Linked DNA regions of Mus musculus: regions 2, 3, 4, 5, 6 and 7 are each linked to region 1. Evidence: chromatin contacts called from public Micro-C and promoter capture Hi-C data. All regions are on one chromosome and are shown on one strand. The core of a region is the stretch at or near the end of the contact, and the rest is flanking DNA. Distances in the headings are between cores, read along the strand shown.

The links. Promoter capture Hi-C pulls out the DNA fragments that hold promoters and counts their contacts. A called contact is a pair of places that touch in the nucleus more often than the background predicts.
Region 2: a contact with region 1 is called in a promoter capture Hi-C map of hippocampal neurons, with 2.2 times the contacts expected there. The contact joins the enhancer-like site here to the promoter of Cited4 in region 1. A contact is called at or near these places in 3 of 39 promoter capture datasets (the C10 cell line, cranial neural crest and hippocampal neurons) and 2 of 484 Hi-C or Micro-C datasets (brown adipocytes and myocytes).
Region 3: a promoter capture Hi-C map of second pharyngeal arch cranial neural crest shows a contact between it and region 1. The contact joins the promoter of Zmpste24 here to the promoter of Cited4 in region 1. A contact is called at or near these places in 3 of 39 promoter capture datasets (the C10 cell line, pre-B cells and second pharyngeal arch cranial neural crest) and 1 of 9 other capture datasets (liver).
Region 4: a Micro-C map of embryonic stem cells shows a contact between it and region 1, with 3 times the contacts expected there. The contact joins the promoter of Foxo6 here to the promoter of Cited4 in region 1. A contact is called at or near these places in 2 of 39 promoter capture datasets (embryonic stem cells and stem cell-derived epiblast-like cells), 1 of 484 Hi-C or Micro-C datasets (embryonic stem cells) and 2 of 115 datasets of contacts at active chromatin or transcription factors (both in embryonic stem cells).
Region 5: a promoter capture Hi-C map of pre-B cells shows a contact between it and region 1. The contact joins the promoter of Col9a2 here to the promoter of Cited4 in region 1. A contact is called at or near these places in 2 of 39 promoter capture datasets (the C10 cell line and pre-B cells) and 2 of 484 Hi-C or Micro-C datasets (CD8 T cells and the N1E-115 cell line).
Region 6: a promoter capture Hi-C map of cranial neural crest shows a contact between it and region 1. The contact joins the promoter of Zfp69 here to the promoter of Cited4 in region 1. A contact is called at or near these places in 2 of 39 promoter capture datasets (cranial neural crest and pre-B cells).
Region 7: a promoter capture Hi-C map of hematopoietic stem and progenitor cells shows a contact between it and region 1. The contact joins the promoter of Scmh1 here to the promoter of Cited4 in region 1. A contact is called at or near these places in 9 of 39 promoter capture datasets (the 3T3-L1 cell line, 3T3-L1-derived adipocytes, the C10 cell line and 6 more), 9 of 484 Hi-C or Micro-C datasets (the 3T3-L1 cell line, LSK cells, cerebral cortex and 5 more) and 1 of 115 datasets of contacts at active chromatin or transcription factors (large pre-B cells).

The regions. Positions count from the first base shown.
Region 1 is chr4:120,664,984-120,668,074 of GRCm38.p6, forward strand. Cited4 (Cbp/p300-interacting transactivator, with Glu/Asp-rich carboxy-terminal domain, 4) reads left to right here and starts at 1,580. Exons shown (of 1, transcript NM_019563.2): 1 at 1,580-2,837. The coding sequence starts at 1,820. The coding sequence ends at 2,368.
Region 2 is chr4:120,210,778-120,213,868 of GRCm38.p6, forward strand. The region is part of intron 1 of Gm36134 (a long non-coding RNA gene); the gene reads right to left. Among named protein-coding and RNA genes, the nearest start is that of Gm36013, 22 kb to the left of the region's middle. Within about 2 kb of position 1,529, at least 14 of the 459 cell types and tissues checked have an H3K27ac peak or open chromatin away from gene starts, as enhancers often do.
Region 3 is chr4:121,096,526-121,099,616 of GRCm38.p6, forward strand. Zmpste24 (zinc metallopeptidase, STE24) reads right to left here and starts at 1,685. Exons shown (of 10, transcript NM_172700.3): 1 at 1,352-1,685. The coding sequence starts at 1,474.
Region 4 is chr4:120,285,681-120,288,771 of GRCm38.p6, forward strand. It overlaps Foxo6 (forkhead box O6), which reads right to left and starts at 1,581. Exons shown (of 2, transcript NM_194060.1): 1 at 1,159-1,581. The coding sequence starts at 1,572.
Region 5 is chr4:121,037,917-121,041,007 of GRCm38.p6, forward strand. Col9a2 (collagen, type IX, alpha 2) reads left to right here and starts at 1,650. Exons shown (of 32, transcript NM_007741.2): 1 at 1,650-1,870; 2 at 3,049-3,091. The coding sequence starts at 1,799.
Region 6 is chr4:120,950,083-120,953,173 of GRCm38.p6, forward strand. It overlaps Zfp69 (zinc finger protein 69), which reads right to left and starts at 1,606. Exons shown (of 6, transcript NM_001384119.1): 1 at 1,362-1,606.
Region 7 is chr4:120,403,686-120,406,776 of GRCm38.p6, forward strand. Scmh1 (sex comb on midleg homolog 1) reads left to right here and starts at 1,663. Exons shown (of 18, transcript NM_001379185.1): 1 at 1,663-1,771.

The DNA of each region.
Region 1 (3,091 bases), core at 330-2,829:
AAGACCAGCCTGGGTTACACAGCAAGGCTCTGCCTAAAACAAACAAACAAACAAACAAACAAACATCTCAGTGTTAACCTTCTGAGTCAGAAGGTTAGGGTTCCCCCTAACAGTCAGGTTTAAGAATTTCTGTGTGGAGCCCTATCTGGAGAAAAAGAGATAGCCCAAGGCTTTCATTATACTAGACTAGGACCACCAACTTCCTTTCACAGCAGAAAGCAGAGGCCCTATGGAATCAAGTGATGCCCCCCCAGCCCCCACCCAACGCCCCTGCAGGTGGCAGAGCTATGATTAGAACTTGGGCCTCTGAACTCGGCTGCTAAACTTCTCCCCTCTACACCAGCTAGATAAACCAAAGTTCCAGGAAGGCCAGAGGCTGCTGCAGGGGGGAGGGGAGCCTGAGGAGGGGAAAGCCAACATGTGTAAGTCAGGCTCCAGGAAACCGTCCCCGGCATGCCTGTGGCTCAAAGAGCTTGTTGCATATAGGAATGACTATTTGCATACAGCCTCTGCACAGCCTCATTTTCCTTTGGTGCCTTAGTCTTCTTATCTGCAAAATAGGGCTAAAAATTCATACCCTACCCCAGAAAGGCACTTGTAGAATGTAGAGCACTCTAAAGCTCCAAGTTAGGATTATTGTGATTCAAAGAAGCTTTGGAAATCCCCCATTGGGTGATCATTAGAGCCAGCCTTATAGCCAACCTTTCACTAGATTAAAGAACATTTAATACATATGTATGTGCCAGGCACTATGGAGGGCTCTATACACACACACACACACACACACACACACACACACACACACACAGAGCCTCAGCTAACTTTCACCATAGGCGCTTGTGGTCTCTGCTACTCTGGCCAGCATCCTACGGAGGAGAAAGCCGCAGTTTGGTGAATGAGCTGCAATTCACGCCATCATTTGCTCATTCATTCCACTTTTACAGAAAGCCAGCTCTGAACCAGGCTGCGGGCCAAATGCTGAGGGTAAGAAGATGAACAAGTCCTTCAGGAGACATGCCCATAAATTACTTTAATAACAACTCAGGACAAGCTTCAACAGACAGCACAGTGTGAACCAGAGAGAAGGAGCAATTGGCTCCCTGGGGATTGTAGGAACAGAGAGCTGACCTCTTCAAAGGACATTGCACTTCGCTGAAGTGCAATACAAAGTTCCGGGTTTGAATCTTAAAGGCTTTATTTACTGTGTGTTTCCAGGAAATCTCTCCTGCCTCTGAGGCTCAGTCCGAAAAAATAGTAAATTGAGTGACGCCAAGATCCTGAAACTACAGGAACTGGCCCTCTCACCTCATCTGGCAAATTCAAGCTACTCCCATACCCCCTCTTAACCAGTACCTCGAAGGCCTGACCAAGCCCCAGAAAAATGTCAACCACCCAGCCCTACCAAAGTGCCTGCATCCTGGGACGCCCTTGCAGGCCCAAAGGGCGGAGCTCTGGTAGGGGGCGGGACCAATACCTTCTTGGACAGGTTCACGACCCGCCCAGAAGGGATTCATCCAGCCAATGACAGAGAGTGGGCGTGGCGTTCCCGCCTCTTGGTATAAAAAATCTCCGGACTTCAAGGCACTGCGCGAAAGCCTGGGAACCCTTGGGCTGTCTGTTTCTTTTGCGGCCTGCAACTACTGCTGTGGGCAGCGCAGAAGAGAGGAGATCCGGGAGACCCGGGTGAGACAGTGAACGAATCCGATTTATTCTTCCTCTGCCTGGTTGAGTTGCAGGGACTGCACAGTGCCCGGGTCTCCCGCCCAAGAGGAGCCGCTGGCCGAGACCCGGGGCGTGCCCTGACTGTCCGCCAGCTGCTATGGCCGACCACCTGATGCTCGCCGAGGGCTACTGCCTGCTACAGGTGCCGCCGCACACCCACGGCCCGCACGCTCCCCGGACTCTGCAGCCATACGCAGGCCCGGGCATGGACAGCGGTCTGCGGCCGCGGGGGGCTCCGCTGGGACCGCCGCCGCCACCCGGGACCCTGGCATACGGCTCCTTCGGGTCGCCGGTCTCTTTCCAGCCCTTCCCCGTCTCGCAGTCGCCGGGCGCCGGTAGCACGCACCTGCAGTCTGCAGCCACACCGTCCCCGGGCCGCATCCCGGCGCCCCCGGCAGCCGCTGGAGGGCCCTCACCTCTGCAGCCGGCGCCCGGAGCCGCAGCCTCGTTGCCGCCGCCGCCGCCGCCACCCGCCCTGGGCTGCATGGACACCGAGCTCATCGACGAAGAGGCGCTGACGTCGCTGGAACTCGAGCTCGGGTTGCACCGCGTACGCGAGCTGCCGGAGCTCTTCCTCGGCCAGAGCGAGTTCGATTGCTTCTCAGACCTGGGGTCAGCGCCGGCCGCCGGCTCGGTGAGCTGTTGAGAGCCACCACCCAGAGACACGGGACCTTGCGCCCGGTGGCCCGGCTCCCACACACCCTCCGTGAGGGTGGAGGCGCCTGGTTTTCGTGCCGAGACGGCTCCAGCCGAGAACACCTGCCTTGCCTCCAGGCTCTGCCTCCTGCCAGATGACAGTTGGGTCTCGCTTCTCATACCCAAGCCTCAGCGGTCTAATGGAGGGAACTGAACCAGCCTTCGGATTCCACGTTCTTGGATTCTGTGCCCTCTTTCCGCCGCCTTGCCCCAATCTGAGCCATTACAGGCCTCTGCCTGACCTTCCTTCTCGAGCAGCCTACTAACCGGATTGGGTCTAGGGAGCCATCTCTCCGTACCCCCTACCTTCCCTGGGCCCCTGGCCCGGGGGAGGGAAGGATTTTACACCTAACCCCTGCAGAGTGGAGCCATGCTCCCGCTGGCCTCTAAAACCAAAATAAAACTGGGTTGCTTTACAATTTTGAGTTTCCATTTCCTTTTCATCCCCACCCTCAAGTACCTGTAACTTGCAAAAAGTCTGAGGCTGTTAGAGTCCCAAAGTGAAACTGAGGCTCGCAACCTCAACAGCCCAAAGGACAAGAGACCTGATAGTTTCTTTTGAAAATGTCTTGAGAGTTGTGCAATTGTCATGACATAACCTGAGGGGTCCAGGCTGCTGCCTGGCCAGTTAACAGCTTAATCCGTTTGATTTCCTAGCCACTAGGACTCCAGG
Region 2 (3,091 bases), core at 279-2,778, 450 kb before region 1:
CTGGGCCTTGGGTTTCCCTTCCTGTCATACAGTGTGTGTGTGTGTGTGTGTGTGTGTGTGTGTGTGTGTGTGTGTGTGTGTATGCATGCTGTTCACTACAGGCTTTGTAGGTGTCTAGACAAAGCACAGCTCTTACCTCAAAGCAAAAGGAGCCACATAGGAGTGACTGTGTTCTGAGAATGTGGATTCAGGTTACCTCAAATACCATGCTTTGACAAGGAAATGGTTTTATAACATTATTACAGCTGCAGGACAAAAGAAAGCCATAAATCAAGATGTTTTTCAAATGCTGTTGTGGGAACCTTGGGTAAGAGGGTCACTGTAATGCAAAGGACCTCTGCTTGGGACCTCCATGCTCCCTGTGGGCTTGTGGAAGCTAGGAGTCTGTTCATTTATTTCAGAACTTACAGGATGATCACAAAGATGTTCTGCCAGACATAGAAATGGGGAGTGAAAGCTACAGAGATGTCTTAGTGTTTGAAGCACTGGCTACTCTTTCAGAGAATCTGGGTTAAATTCCCAGCACCTACATGGTGGCCCACAACCATTTGTAACTTTAGTTCCAGGAGATCCAGTGCCCTCTCCTGACCTTCTTAGGCACCAGGCAAATGTATAGTACACAGACATTCATACAGGGGAAACACTTACATACATAAACAAAAAAAAAAAATCAATCTTTTTAAATATGTAATTTTAAAAAATGGTTAAAGAAGCTTTGTAAAATTCTAACTCTCCACAAATTTCTAACCCACCCTAAAATCTAACACAGACATGGCTCCCCTGACCCTGGGGAGTTTCAGTTTGCATGGGGTAAAAGACCTAACAGTAAGTTAGAAGTGAGTGACCGAGCTGTGCTCACAGAGCTACCAGTCTGTTTGCTCCAGCTGTGTGACCCAGTGACTTGTTGAGTGGTTCAGTTTCAACATCTGGAGAGTGGGGCCCTGTTTTCTCCAGCCCTACTGAGGTACTATGTCCACAGCACTCATTCCTAGGCAGTGCTTAGCTCAGAGTGTAACTAGCCCAGTGAACTAGACAGCATCTGTCCCTGTGCTGGGCCGGGCTCTGCAGGGTCAGGGATTTATCCGTCTCCTCATCTCTGTCTCCCCAGAGCAGGAGGGTATGCTGTGGGCTTACCCTACATATTTGTCCAGTGTGACGCTTACTAAGGTCAGTAAGTAACTGGAACCCTGCATAGGCCGGCCCTTCTTTGAACAGACCGTAGTCCTGACTTAAAGACAAAACTTTGGTGGGGCAGGGGACAGGGTGTGTAGGTTACTGGGTACAGACTATGGGCTTATTCATGAGGAGACACCATAAGCCGGAGGCACACAGTCCTTGTCCTTGGGGAATGTATAGCCTGGGGCAGGAGGCAAGCAAGAAAGAGACAGTTGAGGACAAGGTGTGCATGCTGAGAGAAAATAAAGCCAAGTGATTCCGTGAGAGCTGCTGAGGTGGCCAGGAACAGACTCTTCTGAAGGGATGTGTGAGGCGGGGCTGAGGGGTGGAGTCAGGGGTGGGGGAAGAAGTCTGCAGCCAGAACAACCCACTCTGCAAAGACCCTGAGGCAGAACCAAATTTGGAATTGAGGAGGAACACAACAGTCCAAGTGGCAGAAGCGTAGCAGGCAGGACAAAGAGAGACCAGACACCCTGACTCCACAGCGCAGAGTATCCTTCATTCGGGCTTGGGCTTGGCTGCTATCACTGACTCTGTTTGGTTGCCGGGATCCTGGGCAAGCTGAGGGCTAAGGCAGAGAAGCCCCACTCCCTGTTCCAGGAACCATCTTTTCAGGGGCTCTGATTCCCTCTGGTTCCTTCTTCCCCAGCCCTATAATCCAAGCCTGTAGCACTGTGCATGGCCCTAGCCTCCATGTATCCCTGCCATGATGCAGGGATACATCCAAGTTCCTCTCAAGAACAAGCTTCCAGCAGGACTCAGAGGGACTCTAGATAATCAATCCTTATAGCCTTCTAACCCCTAGCCAGCCATCAGTTGCAAGCCTCCCAGGGATTCAGCTATGGGGGACAGTGTATGGGGTTGTGCGTGGCAGAGAGCAGCACAAGGCAGGAGATGGCAGAGCCAGACACTGAGATTCCAGACTAGATAAGCTGCTGGGGACCAGGAGGGGGCCTGGTGCGTTCCTGGGTGGTGATGCTATCCCCTCTCCCACCAACGGTGGCAAGCAGGAACCTCTGACTCCCCCAGGGGGTGAGGGAGCTGTCAGCTGTGGGAAAATAGAACTCTTACAGGATGGTTCCAAGGAGCAGGAAATTGGCCCACCACACCAGAGGCAGGAGGGGCTGGGCCTGATGGTAATTAGGGGCCTTGTAATTAAGGCATTTGAGGGTTGGTTCAGCCAGTCCTGGGGATAGGGTAGGCACAGCCTATAGACCAGGTGGGAGGGGTTTGGTCTCTCCCCACCCATCCTTCCTTTGCTATGTCCTGTGCCCACCATTTGCCCTTCCTAGGCTGTGTTTGCAGACTAAACCCACACCCACCTTGGCCCATGGGGTGCCACAATACTTTCTTTCACTCTACCTTACTCTACCCTGCTCTGCCCCCAAGACCCTGACAAGCCCTGTCTTATACACAAGGTTTTCTTGTACTAACCCTACCAGAATGACCACGCCTCCATGCTATGTGAGAGCTCAGGAGAGAGGACTAGCAACCTGCTGGGCACACAGCAGAACCAGAACCAAAGCCCAAGACTTCTGACTTCCCACTAGAGTTCTTTCCCCAGTCCTGTGGCCCACAAACCATGAACCTAAACATTGTGTAGGAAATCCAGGCATGGACCAAAGCCCACCAAATGATCACGAAGGGCAGGTTCTCATTTAGCCAGCATCTCCTTCATTCCAGATACTGAAGCAGGGATTGGGTGTGACAATGAGCACAGGGGACAGAATGCAGGACAGAGGACTGGGCAATGGCCTTCCCAGCCGTGATCACACCTCCGTTCCAGCTTTCTCTCAAGAGTGGGCTTCTGCGTTCTTGAGAAGGCTCCCAAGGCTTATATAACAGTGAACCAAGGTCAGGCAATGGTGGCAGATACCTTTAATTCCAGCACTTGGGAGGCAGAGGCAGGCGGATT
Region 3 (3,091 bases), core at 435-2,934, 430 kb after region 1:
AAAAAAAGATGCAACTTGATCTATTAATAAACTATGTCAGATAAGTACTCAATATCTCACCCTGCTGTTTTGATACTACACGTTATGTGTTTGCTTCAAGCAAGGGTACTTATGCAATTCTGAACTAATGAAGCTTTGAGTACCTAGCTACAGTAATTTTTAACACGTTGAACATACTAAAGGAAGAGACTGAGGTAGACATAACCCGACACTGACAGATTTTTAAAATTCAAACTTGTGCCGGGCTTGGTGGCACACGCCTTTAATCCCAGCACCCTGGAGGCAGAGGCAGGCGGATTTCTGAGTTCAAGGCCAGCCTGGTCTACAGAGTGAGTTCCAGGACAGCCAGGGCTATACAGAGAAACCCTGTCTCAAAAAACAAAAAACAAAAAAACCAAAAAAAAAAAAAAAATTTCAAACTTGCAATCCGGAGAGTCACGAAGGGCTGGGAAATGTAGTTCAGTGGGAGAGCACTTGCCTGGCAAAGAAACTCACATACAGTGTAAGTTAGAAGAAAACTGCAGACGAAAAGGACTGCAGAGCTCAAGAAATAGGTCCAGCAGTTAAAGGGGAAGGTTCTCAAGGACGACACAGACGAGTGTTGTCCAAACTTAGACACTGCAGAGCAGGCATAGACCTGCATAAGTTTGACGGCAGGGCTGTCCTTTCCTTTTATTAGACACCAACAGGCTTGGGACCCATTATAATGTTGCAGATAACTTGTTTTGTTGTTTCAAAGTCCATCTCACTAAAACGTTCACATTTCGAATTAAACTGTTAATTATGGCTATCTCCATGGAAAACTGTTAGCTTTTCTACTGCACTATTTAACGTTTTAAACAAAAAACCCAAAGAGAAATTTTAATGAAACACACACACATTGTGGCCCCAAACAACATTTGCTCTAATGAGGATTTTCAAACGGCGTGCGAGTCTTTGGAACGGTTGCAAAGTGAGGTTGAGCATGGTAACATCAATATCATGGGAAGTTATTATTCTACAAATTTAGCACCTCCACTTAGAAAGCCTATACCAACGAGGCTTGGTCAAGTCCCGGTCCAAAGATTCTTAAGACGCTGTAAAGCAGGCATAGACATGCTCAAGTTTGGCGGTAGGGCAGTTCTTCCCTTTCATTAGCCGCTTACAGGCTTGGGTCCCATTACAACGTTGCAAACAACTTCTGCCTTTCCAAAAACTCCTCAAAGCGGCAGTCACCATTAGGAAAAGTTAGGAAGCTCACCGGGGGTTACGGTTTGCTACATCCGGGCAAACACTAAGGGGCTTGGGTAGAGGCTCGGGCTGGCCTAAGGCTGTCCAGGGGCTCAGCCGGGGGAGACACGTCAATGCTCACCTGCCGCTGTGCTAGGAAGGTCTCCCAAAGATACACCGTCCAGGAAAAGAGCAACACCGCCCCGAAGATTCGCTTCTCCGCAGGGAAGTCCCACATAGCGTCCACCGATGCCCACATCCCCATCGTCACCCTATCTCACCCGCTCCTTTAGCGTGCACCGGTGCCTCAGCGACACGCGTCCCTCGGAGAGTGCCAGCGGTGTCACAACAATACGGGTCCCTTCCGAGGGCTTCTTCAGACGCCCATTCCCTCAGCTTTGCCAGAAGTGTCACAAAGACACGATTCCCTCCAGCCTTACTCTTCAAGGACCTACTTATTTCTGCTAGAATAAGACGCCCCACCTTCCTCACTTCCGCCTGAAGAATGAGCAGCGGTGCACCTGAAATATCCCTCCGGATTCTGTGTGCAGGGATCCAATTCAAAGGTTCCGGCCTTCTTCCTGGGAACGTCAGTGTGGTCGCCGCCTCTCCTTTGCTTTGGCGGGTTACCAGAGAGGGCAATGGACCCCGGTGCTTAACCGGACCGGATAAGCCGGGTCATAGAAATATTCCCTCTAGAAGTAGCTGGGAAGGATGAGAGAGGCTCTAAAACTTTTCCTTCCTTCTATTTAGTGCCGTTCAAAGGTTAGATGTGCATCTCCAGGATAACTAACCAAACGAGGCATTTGGGGTTGTTTGGCTTGTCTTCGAAAGTTCTGGTTTTGGGAATATTAGAGATGAAAATGACTCTAGTGATTAGGATTTTCATTTACACATTTCATCTCATCCTCCCCAAGTGAAGTCAGAAGAGGCATTTACCTGTGAGTCCTGGGACTGCATTTCTAACCTCAAACAGGCAGGCTTGGTAGCCACTGCCTTTAAGCCTAGCAAGACCTTGTTTCAGACACACACTACCACCACCACCACTACCACCACCACCACACATCACCACACACCATCACAGCTCAGTACCTTTGCCTTGGAATTCAACAATGAAATAGGGTCACTATGGCCCCTGTTACTACTTTGACTTTACTTGAAACGTGAAGCCAGAATTTTTCTGACCACAAAGTAAATGTTATTTAATTAATAGTTTCTATGAACTAATAGCACTTTGTATAAACATTATTTATAGTGAATTGCGAAATCTTTAGCTCCAATTAAAATATGTAGCTCCAATTTAAAATATGGTGAGATTGTGATGCTAAAGATGTTGAGATTAAGGTTTCAAATTTCTCAACCATGACTAAATTTATCTGCATGAGCGTAATCAGTAGAAGTTACTTGACAAAGTGAATTACTTCAATATAGGATCACAGATTCTTTGGCAACCAAAAGTTCTTTTGGGGGATTTTTTGCTTTCAGCAAAATTACTGATTGAACTGTTAGCTGAACTTTGAGTTTTGTTCATGGGCCTGGGAAATATTTTGTACTTGATTGGGTGTAAGGCAAATGGCATGAAAACAGGGATCACAGGCAAGTAGAGACATAGCTCTAACAAGTGCCATTTCCTCAGGTAGAAGGTCTTCAGAGAGGAGGCTTCGTCCCTGTCCTCCTTTTCCATGGCTGGTTGGATGTTTTGTACTGGCACCCATCATGGTGTTGTAGAGTCCTGTGGAAAAACACAAGCATAGCCTAGCCCTTGTGTCAACAAAGGGTGGATGCCACTGTGATGTTAGGGACTCTCTCCATTGTACCAATGGAAGAGTGGTATTCCTAGGTAGGTAAGCCCAATGTTTATAGGTAGGGCTTAATCCCTGAT
Region 4 (3,091 bases), core at 331-2,830, 380 kb before region 1:
GGAAAATGGAGGGGATGAGACTCAGGTCTACTTCTGTGTCTTGTGTTCCTGCCCCATAATGGTCAAGGAGAGCCAAAGAAGATGCCAGTGTACAGGAATCCCAAGAGCCGGGGGCTCCCAGATCAGGACTCCCAAGTGCATCTAGATCTGGCCATGGCTGCTGCCCCTCTCCTCAGATCTTGCTGCCAATCAACACCCCAAACAGCCTCATCTCTGGTCACAGACATGTCTTCCTCACAGTGACTACCTCTCCCACAAGAGGTCCCCTCATGCCTTTTCACCCCCAAGTGCATAGGCTAGCCCCATTTCCCAACAAGATGGACAGAGGAGGAGCTGGATCTAGAAGCTACAATCCAGTAAAGCCCCCATCCAAGTCTTCTCCCAAGATGGCTCTCCCCTTTCCACTGCCTGCCACTGAGGTCTCTCTAGGGGTGCCCCACTCCTTAAGTGCATCTGAGCCCAGAAAGCCAGGGAAGTGAGAGATAAGTTGCCCGAGTGGGTAGAAATAGACCCCCCCCCCAGACCTCAACACCATTCCCACAAGTCCCAGCAGGGAGCCTAAAGCACCTCCCCCACCCCATGCTGTACCAGGGAAGGGGCTGACAACTGCCCCATGAAGAACTCATCTCCGGTGGTCTGCCATGCTTTTCACCCCGACTAGGCTCCAGGATGAACTCTCAACACTATAGAAAGAATTGCATGGGGTTGGGGGGGGGGGAGGCTTGATCTGTTAGCACTCTTCACCATGGGGCCAGTGTCAGGAAGGCCAGGGAAGATTTGAGAGGGAAAGCAGACAGGAGCCCCGGGTCATGACTCCAGCTCTTTAAAGCAAGTACCCTGGTGGAGAGGGTAAAACAAGTCACACAAAACAAAGGGGGCTCCCTACTGTCCGTGGTCTGGAAATGAGTTATGCTATTATACGCTCAATGACAGGCCAGGGATAATCCTCTGGGATGCCTCAAAAAGGTATCCCCTGTCACCCTACCAGACCTCCAATCCCGCGCATCCTTCCTAGGGGACATGAATGAATACAGCTGCTGCCAGCATGCCCCCGCCTGTCAACTGACCTGCCCCACGCCCTGGGCGCGCACTCCATGACCCCTAGGGGTGTTCCAGAGCCCCCCTCCCTGTAGCCTGCCCGGAGCCCGGATGCCCCACCTTCCAGCCGGCCGAGCTGTTGCTGTCGCCTTTATCCTTGAAGTAGGGCACGTAGCGGACCATCCAGTCGTAGATCTGCGAGAGCGTGAGTCTCTTGTCCGGGGCGCTCTCGATGGCTTTGGTGATGAGGTCGGCGTAGGAAAGGTTCCCCCACGCGTTCCGTCGGGAGCTCTTCGCTTTCCGCAAGGGTCCGACCTCTGCGCCCAGCGGAGGCGCTGGGGCCATCGCTGGGGCCGTCGCCCTGCGTTCCGGCCCGCAGTCCTCGGAACCCTCGGCTACTCCTGCACCCAGCGCCCCGTCCTCGTCGCCGGCCAAGTCCGGCTGCGGCAGAGGCCAGGTACACGAGCGCGGCCGGCTCTGCGGCGCGAAGTCCGGGTCCACGTCCACCTGATGCGCTCGCAGCTTCGCAGCCATGGTCCCGCCCGGCTCGGGCGAGGCAGGGAGGGAGGCTCCGCGGAGGGTGGGCGCGCGGCTCTGGGATCTGCGCGCCCCGGGGAGGCCCGCGGGAGGGGTCCCTGGCGGCGCCGGCTCAACCGCGGGGCGCCATGGGCCGGGGAGCGGAGGCAGGAGGCTGGACAAACTGGCGAGCACGGAGGGAGGCAAAGACCCAGGCAGTGAGGGGGCGGCGGCCCGGGAGCCCAGCGGGCACACACCTCGCCCAGCCCAGCTTCTAGCACCTGCCGCCTGTCTGTGCCCGCAGCCACCACCGCCACCGCCGCTGCCGCCGCTCCGCGGGCGCCGGTCCCGCGCGCGGGCCCCGCTCTCCCGGGACGAGGCTGGCTTGCACCATGCCGGAGCCCGAGCCCGTGCCAGAGCCCGCGCCGCCGCCGCCCCGTGAATGCCGCCGCCGCTCCGGCTCCAGCGCCAGCTCCCGCGCCTGCCGCGCTCAGCGCCGGCTGCACCTCGGGATGGGCGGGGGACGGGGACGGGGCGGACCCGGAGCAAAAGGAGGCGGGGCGTGCTCGCCCAGGGCCGCGGAATCCTTGCTTACTGGGTGCCCCGCCTGCTGACTGTGGGGGGCGTGGAGCTCCCGCTAAGGGCGACCCCGCCGAAGCCCCGCACGCCACAGCGCCCCCTAGGGAGCAGGCGAGAAACGTCTGGCGCGGCCCCGCCCCCTGCCGGGCTCGGGGAGGGCAACGTAGGGGCGGATCCCGAGTGCTTCCATTGGTGCACAGCGGGGCTGCCCCGCCCACAACCTTCAAAGGATTCCTCCCAGGAGCGCGTCAGCAGGTTATTGTTACAACCCGGGGTTTCCCGGGGCAACAGAAATGGGGCGGGGCTCGGAACACTGGTCCCTCCCCGCTTCTACCATCCCCAGAAATGCCCCGCCCTCCTCTTCTGGACCCTTGACGTTTCCAAGTCTTCCTTCCAACAGCCAGACTAAGGGTTGATCTAACTCTCGTCTCTTTGTGCCATGGACCAGTCTAGGGAAAAGAAATGGTTTGATAATTCCTGGATTGTAGGCCAGGCGTTATACCACAACCCTACCTGTTCTCTGTGCAAATGGGGCTTCCTGGGCTTTTACTGTGCTTGCAAGCACAATTTTAGAGCATTGGTTCTCAAAGTTCAGTGTGTGGTAGGTTTTATCCTACAGAGGATTAAAACAGATGCCTGAACCCCGACCGTCGAGTGTCTGGCGGCAGGTCTGTGCTGGGGCCGAGACTTCACATTTCTAGCAAGCTGACAGGCACTAGGGACCTCACTTTAGGTACCACTGTCTTCCAGGCTGTGGAAGGTTCCCAAAGGGGCTGTTGAAACAAGTGCTCACCCCCAAAGTTAAGAACGGTTGGGGAGGAACTCACTCGTTTAATGGGTATATATTGAACATTTTCATTGTTCCTGTCTTCTTTCAGGGCTCTATGGTAAGAGCAGCAAATGGAGACAAATGAGGTCCCTACTGTATAGACTAGTAGAGGACTCAGATGTTAATCCC
Region 5 (3,091 bases), core at 400-2,899, 370 kb after region 1:
GTGTTTATGTGTTTTGTGTATGTGCATGTGCTTATATGTTCACTGCATGTTTGCTGTTGCCCATGGAAGCCAGAAGAGAGCATTGGATTCTATGGAACAGGAGGTACAGGTAGTTGGGAGCCATCTGATGTGGGATGCAAATCCCCAAATTCTACAAAAGTAAGGAGTGCTTTTATCTGTGGAGCCATCTGTCCAGGCCTCCTCCTTGGCCAGGTCACTTGATTTGCTTGTGGTCAAGTTTCCATACTGGAGGCCAGTTGGATACCAAGAGCAAATGATACTGAGGGTCACAGCGCACTGCTGTCACATTAAGCAGCTGCCACCATCAGCTCCTTCAATCTTCAAGCAAATTCTTTAAGATAGGGACCATGTTGTTCCCAGTTACAGAGGAGGAAACTAAGACTTCATTTATGTCATGGAGGTGTCTGTGGTCATAACTGTGGTTAGTGGCTGCATGAGATCCACTGCCCTTAGCCAGTGAGTGGAAGAGAAGGAGAGGAGAAAGGGGCTCTGGACCGAGGTGACCAGACAGGTGGGTTTGGGGTGTTACTGAATAAAGTGGTGGCTGTTTCCATGAACTTGGGAGGTCAGTTGAAAGGGGGTGAGGGAGAAGTCTCTCCCAGTCCAGGAGACAGCAGCATGCAGGTGCCGCTGAGGAGAAAGACAATCGTGTCACTTGGCTGACAGTGGACCTCACACATGCAGGTGGTTCCACACGGTTAGATAGCCCAGGTCCATTTTAGTTTGTGTGACTATGCATTGTGGTGTTTGATAGTCTAAGGGACACTTTTCATAGAACATGTACTCCTCCTTAATATGTAATTGTAGGGATCTGGAGAGATGGCTCCCTGCTGAAGAGCTCGTGCTCTTCTTGCAAAAACCCAGGTTGTTGCCAGCACCCACGTAGGAGCTTACACCTTTCTACAACTCCAGTTCCAAGGATGTCTGGTCCCCCATGGGACAGGGTCATACCTGAGGGCAAAACACTCATTCGCATAGATAAAAACTTGTCTTCAAAGGATATAACTGTACAAGGTCACATGGGGTGGATGCCTGGTGGATGCTTGGGAGAGAAGACGTGAAGGACTGGCATTGCCAAGGGCAGATCCAAATGCTAACAGGATGCCTCAAGGATGGAAGATGTTCGGATCGCACTGGTCGATGGAAGCAGGGAGGCGAGAGGAAAGGGAAATTTAGAGGCCACAGACAACTCTAATGGAATTGATGGTGGAGGGGGAGAGAAGAGGCAGATGGGGAATTCCCGAGGTGGCAGATTCAAGAAAGATGTTGGTGTGTTTTAATATGGCAGGGACCTGATTGTTTGTGGAGAGGACTGAGCCAATTTAGAAAAGATGGAGTTGGTGGAGTCCTGGCCAGGTCTCCAGAACCTGAGATGGTTGAGGCTCTGGAGGATAAAGGACCCAGACAAGCTTGCCCGGGGAAAGGATGGGGCTGAGGGCCAGGAGGAAGGCTTTGATCTTGGAGGCAAGGAGGAAAGGGACTTCGAATGGACTTCTGCTCTTCACACAGAAAGTAGTCCCGTACCCCGAGATGCCCCCGGGACTTCCCAGCTGGGGCGTCTGGTCAAACTCAGAATGCAGACCCAGGGTGGGCACAGAAGATCCGCCCCTGACCGGGCGGAGCTGGACAGTTCCTCCCCACAGTGCTCTCAGGTGACAGGCCTGCAGGTCCCCGCCCCGGCCCGTCTAGCTGCGTTTTCGGGAGATCCAGTCCGAGGCTCCGAAAGCAGCCCCCGCCATCGGTGCTTGGACCCCCGCTCCAGAACCCGCTGTTCGCCATGACCGCCGTGCCCGCGCCCCGCAGCCTGTTCGTTCTCCTCCAGGTGCTGTGGCTCGCCCTGGCTCAGATCGTAAGTCCTGTCACTTCTCTGTCTCCGCCGTCCCTGGTGCAGAGCCTGGGTTTAGGATCCTGGAGTCTTTAGGACCTGTTCTAGTCTGTCCCTAGCCTGAGGGGCAGCTGAGGACAGAGCCGCTGGGGTGATGCATACCCGGCAAACCGCTCGCGGTGAAGGGAGATTGACTAGTCCGGGAACCAGAGGGACCTTGCCTCGGGATGCTTGGCCTTGCCTGGGACAGGCAGCGTCGAGCAGGAGATGGCGCGGGGGCCTGGCAGTGGAGAGAGCCCAGGTGGTGCGGAGACAATGGTGGCTATTCAGTCGACAGCGGAGCCTCCGCCCCCGGAGTCTCCTAAGGGACCCAGGCTCCAGCCAGACTTCCCTGTCGCCCCAATATGTCCGTTTCCTGACTGTGGGCTTCTGCCTCACTTCGCAGGGACAGCTGGGCCCTAGGAAAGAGATGCCCGGTTTAGGACCAAATGGGGATGCTGGGCCCGCTCACCAAGCAGTGCTAGTGTAGGGGTACAGTTCGCCTGTGAGGCGCCAGCCTGGCACATCTTAACCTGGGGAGGGCACCTGGCGCCAGCATCTGGCACGCGTGGACTTCCTGAGTCGGGGCTGGTTCGCTACCTTAGGGAGGATTGGGTGGGAAGAGTCCCAGCTTTCCTTCTTCTCTGAGGTCTCTTTACCTGCACCAGGGACGAGGGAGAGGTGCCAGTTCACCGCTATACCTGTTGTTGGTTAGAAAACAGCAATAGTTCGAACGGCCATCGTTGGCTAGGTGCCATCTTGCACATCATCTGTGATTTGAGCAAATGATGTCTTCATCTATTTCCTATCGTGACAGTGCAAAGACCGTGTGACCCAGGGGAAGAAGCCAGCCAACCTAGGGTGTAATCACGGTTTCAGCATTCACTTGCAGTGATCACGAGCCTTGAGTCTTTTTGTGTTTCCTCACCCTCTGCTTGTCACCCCTAATAGTACCCCCCCCCGAGTTCTGAGTAGTTCATAAAGTAACAGAGCATAATGGCACACAGTGCCTGACACACAGTAGCTGCTCAACAAACTCCCCATGAAGCACCATCTCCTTGGGGAGATGCTGCCCTAGTCACCTTTGCTCTCGGGGTCTCCAGCAGCCCCTGGGAGCCCAGTTCTGCGTACTGTCTGAGGGCTGCACTCTTGTGTATTTTCAGAGAGGTCCACCAGGGGAGCCGGGTCCTCCAGGGCCACCAGGGC
Region 6 (3,091 bases), core at 356-2,855, 290 kb after region 1:
TGCAAAAAGGCCTAGAAGATTCGGCACCAATACTGAAATAATAGTGTCCTGGATACAGAAGTAACCCTCAACTTTAAACACATAGATACAAAGACGCCAGTACCAAAGGAAAAAAAAAAGTACAAATGTCCACATGCCCTGACCTGACCACCTTGTAAGCTGCATGCCCCTTCTGCCTGCTTACATATTTGGAGCTGGCGCCAAGGAAGGCTCTTTGATGTCTGACCTGTATGTAAAGCTGAGACCTGAGGCACTTCAAGTCTGACCTTCAGTTTCCTCATCTATAAAATGTGGATGTTAACTACTGCACAGGGATGCAGTGTTGAGACAATGTTAGGTCTACTAAGTTAACAATTAAGACCTTTTTATTTTAAAGCTGTACAATAAACATTATCTTAAAGTTTAAAAAAAAAATCACGGGCTGAAGAGATGGCTCAGCAGTTAAGAGCACTGACTGCTCTTCCAAAGGTCCTGAGTTCAAATCCCAGCAACCACATGGTGGCTCACAACCATCCCTAATGAGATCTGACACCGTCTTCTGGGGTTTCTGAAGACAGCTGCAGTGTACTTATAATAAAGAAATAAATCTTTAAAAAAAATTAAAAATAAAAAAAATCACATGCGTTTATTTATGGGGGTGGAGGTCACATGCCAACTTTTGAGAGTTGGTTCTCTCCTTTTACCAGGGCATCAGACCTGTCTGCCAAAGCCTTTACGGGGCCCCAGTGGCCATCATGTTTTAGAGTTATTTTAGAAAACAATTAGAAAGCTCAGCTTGAATATCTCAGTTGATAAAACAGTAATTCACAGGGCTGCGCTTTGTCATAAGCCAGCAGCAACAGTCGTCATCACACACTCCAAATGCCCAGCACAGCTGGTGAAACGAATCCCCGGTTCAGATGCAATTAAAACTGCAGGGTTATGTGCTCCCACAGAGCTGGAGAGGAGGAAATATAGTATGTCAAGTGCAAGTAGAACCACTACAGAACTGACCATAACAGCAATTTGGAAACAACCCGAATCCATCATCTGAATCGCCCATTCAGCATATGAATAGTTGTGGACACTGGGACCAGATTCAGTGGACCTGATACCCAAACGCAGCTCTCTCTCGGGGAGGGGACTGCTCTTTGAAGTCTGGGGGAAGAGGAGGAAAGGTGAAAGACTGCCTGTCCAAAAAGACCGGAGTTGGTGCAAATAGCCCCGACTATGTAAAAAGTCTCGTCACTAAGTGCAAACTTTGTGCTGTTCCTTCCGAAGGAGCTGGCAATCCCAGAAGCTTGCTGAACGACCCATCGGCAGAACTTCGCAGGCAGCCACCCGGTCGAGCTCGCAGCTCCGCAGCAGAGTCGCCTACTCACCGGAGGATCTCCGGATCCGTTCCCGCCAGCCTTCCACGCTCACACCGCGGCGCCCAGTGCGCAGCGTGGCTTCCGAGGGACACAGGACACCGTCGGCCTCCGGGCTGGACACCGGCCTCTCCCGCTTCTCACCCGCCGCACCCGGGAGCGGAGCTCCGCGCGCACAGGCGTCCTGCCCGGCCTTCTGTCCCAGCCCAGGACCTGCGGCGCCGGCTGCGGCTCAGATGCCCGAGCTCCGCCGTTTCACCCCGCCCCTCTAGCCCGGTTCGTGTCCCCGCGCCTCCACCCGGGACCCGCCCACCCCACGCTGCTCGCGTCAGCGCCCTGCCCGTGGCTCCGCCCACCCGGGTGCTGCGCGACCCAGATCCCGGAAGCCGGAAGCCGCCCGGGCAGACCCAGGGGCGGTGTCCAGCGAAGCCGGCAGCCCCTGCTGAGGGTCTCCTGTACCCCGTGGCCCGGCGAGTCTTCCTGGAGAAGCCGCTTCTCTGTCATTCTTTCATTCTTAAGGCTTCAGGATGCAGCCTTAAATCGCACGCAGTTCCTGCTCTCTCCTAATCTCCTAATTCTGGTGAATTCGATAAGTAGAAAAATAGACAATCCAAAAGGCAACAGGGGCCTAGAAAACAATAAACTTAAAAAAAAAATTCCGGGATATGTATTTTTAATGTCCCTAAAGACATGTATTAGTTTGCTTAAGGCTGCCTCCCACCCCCAAAGAAAAACACTTCACACCGGTGACTTAAACAATAGGAATTTATTTTCCCATGGTCCTGGAAGGTAGAACCCCTTTCTTCCCATATTCTCACGGCGTGTTTCCTGAGTGCCTGTAGCTAGGGGAAGTGTCTGGTGTCTGAGTTAGCCTTCCTCAGTTCCTCAATTTAACTTATCTCTTTAAAAGTTCAGTAAACATATGGCATTGAGAAAATAAAACTGAGCCCACTGGAAGATACAGAAGAGATGACGACAGAGTAAACACTTACCAGAGCAAAAATTGGAAAACCAGCATCCAGAAAGTTAATCCAAGTTGAAAGCGGCTTTTGCCCAGCTATCTGGAAAACAGACCTTTCATACTGCACATAGAGACTGGGAGGGGGAAAAATGAGCGGACTTGGGACTGATATAGGAAACCCTCTCCACATGAGTAGAACCTCGAAGGGCTGGGTGTTCTCTTTAATGTGTGTGTGTGTGTGTGTGTGTGTGTGTGTGTGTGTGTGTGTGTGTGTGTCTGTGTGTGTTTGGGATGGGGGAAGATAAGTGAAACAACATGGGAAAAATTCATGAACTGCAAAAAAATTTCGTGTCGTTGGCTGTGATCTTCGTTCAAAGTCATCTCTATCTATTGAGTTGAAGACAGTGGCACTTGGGCTGTAAATTAATTTGCAAAAAAAAAAAAGACAAATTGGCAGTAGAGAGTTTATTAAACACTACTGTACAGTTGCATCTGGTGCTCCTGGAAAAGGGATTGCACCCCTGAGAGGAGTGGAAGATCTTTGGAGTTGGCAGAACTAAAGCTCTGAGTTTATCTCATGAGCTGTTTGTCAGTGTCCCCATCTAAGGGACCCGCTGACTTCTGTCTTGCTAAGCAGTTAGTCTTACTGCACTAAGTAACTAATTAGCTAACTCTTGATTGGAACAGACACCAGGTGTCATTCAGAGTAGGCTTCAAATGCCTGTATAATACATCACAAGTCATTGGTTCCCCACAGTCCCACTCTGATTGTTAATGTGGA
Region 7 (3,091 bases), core at 413-2,912, 260 kb before region 1:
TCCCCCCCCAGCTCCCGGGGACTGGATCACCAACCAAAGAGTATACAGGGAGGGACCCATGGCTCCGGCCATATATGTGGCAGAGGATAGCCTCGTTGGACATCAGTGGGAGGAGCGGCCCTTGGGCCTTAGGGGTTTGATCCCTCAGTGTCGTGGAATGTCAAGGAGGGAAGGCATTGAGTGTGTGGGTGGGTGGGGGAGCACCCTCATAGAGGCTGGGGGAGCAGGGATAGGATAGGGGGTTTTTGGAGGGGAGACCTGGAAAGGGGATAACGTTTGAAATGTAATAAGGAAAATATCCAATAGAAGAGAGAGAGGAAAAAAAATTGAAGTTCTAGTGTAGATGTGCAAGGATCTGCCGTGCTTTGGCTTCCCTTCATTCTCTAACATTAACAGCATCACCACCAGATTCCCAGAGCCTCTCAGACTCTTGATAGCCATCCCTGCCACACCTTTGCTCTCAGTCTCTCCTCATCCTGAGAAGCCTTTCTTTGCAGCTTCCTCTAGGAACCAGATTGAATGAGCTTCGGGCTAAGTAAGGGCTGCTTTCCCGGAACTCTCTGGTTCTGGTGTGAGTTCCATAGCTGTGATAAAGACCCCTACCAAAAGCAACCTGGGAGAGGAAATGGTTTATTTGGCTTACACTTCCACAACATTGTTCATCTCTGAGGGAGGTGAGAACAGCAACAGGGAGACAGGAAATGAAGCTAGGCTATGGAGCAACATCCTTTATTGGCCTCTCTTTATACCACCTAGGACCACCTCTGCCCAGGGGTAGCACCTCCCACATCAATCATTAGACAAGAAAATGCCCACCCAGACTTTGCCTATAGGCCATTCTGATGGAGACTGTTATGCAACTGAGATTCCACCTTCTGAGATAAGAGTAGATTTGTTTCAGGCTGATAAAAATCAACCAGCATTTCCCTTAACACCTGACCTCCAGGCAAGAGCACAGCCAGTAAAATTGTGTGATCTTGGAGACGTAGCTCTCCCCCCCACCCCCATGAACTTCAGTTTCCGCGGGCTAAAACATAACGTTCTTGAGACACAATTGTGTGTGGGGTGGGGTAGCATCATTGGAAGGACCCTAGCCACTGTAGTACCTAGCACGCTAACATTCAAAGCCTACTACGGGGCAAAAGTGAAGGCCTGCTTTTGTTAGTCTTGTTGCACCTTTTGGGGCGCACTGGTTTTCTCCTCATAGTAGTTTTCCTCCCGCCTGCGCATTGGAAAGACTAAAGGTGCGAAGGAACTCTTTTAAGATTACTCCACAGCCGGCCACCAGCTGGGTGGGGGCTGAGGGCCGACGGGATTCGAACCTGGGACCTCAGAGGACGTCATTCACTTGTCTGGGAGACGCGAGCAATCCAGTGGGTCGCGGCTTTTTTTTTTTTTTTTTTTTTTTTTTTTTTTTTTTTAGGGCTGGCGGTCGCGAGGCGGGGGGAAGGCGCGAGGGGTCGCCCCTTCCCGCCGCCCCGCGCGCGCGCGCGAGAGAACCCAACGGCCGCGGCGCGCGCCACCTCGCGGCAGGAGTCTCTGGCGGGCGGGGCTGGGCAGCTCTCGCCCCCGCCCCCCGCCCCTCGGCCGCCGCCGCCGCCGCCGCCGCCGCCTCGGTGGAGCCCCCCGCCTCCCGCCGCCGCCTCAGCCGAGCCGCTCTCCAGAGCCGTCGCCCGCCCCTGCCGGCGTCCTCGCTCGCTCCCTGCGCAGCGGAAACATGGCGGCTGGATGGGAGTGAGCCGCCCGCGCCCCGCGCCGCTGTCGCCCTCAGGTAAGCGCCTCACTGCCACCCCCGGCCCGGTCCGGGCCCCTCAAGGCCCGCCTTACGGCCACGGGCTGGAGCGAGTCCCCGCCCGGTGACCCTGGTGTCTGTGTCCGCGGCCCTCCGGCGGCCGTGTCAACCCGGCCAGAACCCCGGCGGCCTGCGCCGCATCTGCTCGGGCCCAGTGTCCGGCGGCGGCCTGACGCGTCGGGGTCGGTCGGGGGCGCGGCGCGCGAGTCCCCGCACAGGGCCCCTTCCGAGCGGGGAGCAGGGCTTGGGGCGGAACCGGGAAGCCTGGCTCGGGCCCAGTGCGGGGGCTCTTTCGGGCTGCTGGGACGCGTCGCCAGAGAGATTCGCCTGGGTCCCAGCAGCGGAGCACCGGGGGTCGTGAACACAGTGGGCTTGGAGCTTTCTTCAGGGGTCCCGGGGCTGGGGGCGGGGTGGGGGAGACTCACTTGTGTCACCTGCCTGGAGCCGGGCAAACACCCGGCGGCTACAGAAGGTTTCGAACCTGAGACAGGGAACGGCGGACAACCTTAGAGCACAGCAGGGGAAGGAGTTCCCTAGTAGATAGGTGAACCCCAAAACATACCCCAAAGCGAAGAGATCTGAGAGTCATCCAGGCTCCCCCTACTCTTATCCTATTCGGGAAGGAAGTTATCTTTAAAAATTCCAAATAATACCCTAATAATTTGGCGAACCTTTTAGGACGGCTCTCCGTCCTAGTCCTAATAACCTTTCTAAAGTAAGGCCGTCCAGTCTGGTCCTGGATGGATTTGGTTATAGGTAGAAAGGAACGGCTGTCTCTCGTCTTTCTGCTTCGTTTCCTCTTGGGCAGCTGTTAAGAGTGAAGATAGTAATCGTGTCCCCTGAGTCTTATTTTGGCTAACTCCCAATTCCTTTAGTCTTTTTCTTTACTCTGGTCTTTGATCCGCTCCTTTGATGAGCACTGGTTTGCCCATATTGCCCCCACAGAAGAGCTTCTTGTGAGCAGAGAGACCAAGCTCAATCATTTCTAAGGGAAGAGCTTTGACCCTAAAGGACTGACCTTAAATAAAAAGTACTCTCCCTTCCTCATTTTCGTACTGCGTTGAACTTAGCGGGTGGGGGTAGGGAGGGGAGAGGGAAAAGCTGTATAGTAGTAGCATGTGTTCCCCCAAGCTAAAAGAGATCATCCTGTTTTGTGGTTTCTCTTCCTTTGAAAAATTGAACACTTCATCAAGTGAGCTAATGTATATCAAAAGATTGTACAGTGTAATATATCATGCAGATAAAAGAGCTTATTATTTTTGCTCTAAAAAGGACTGAGACCTAGATTGGTGCCAAACT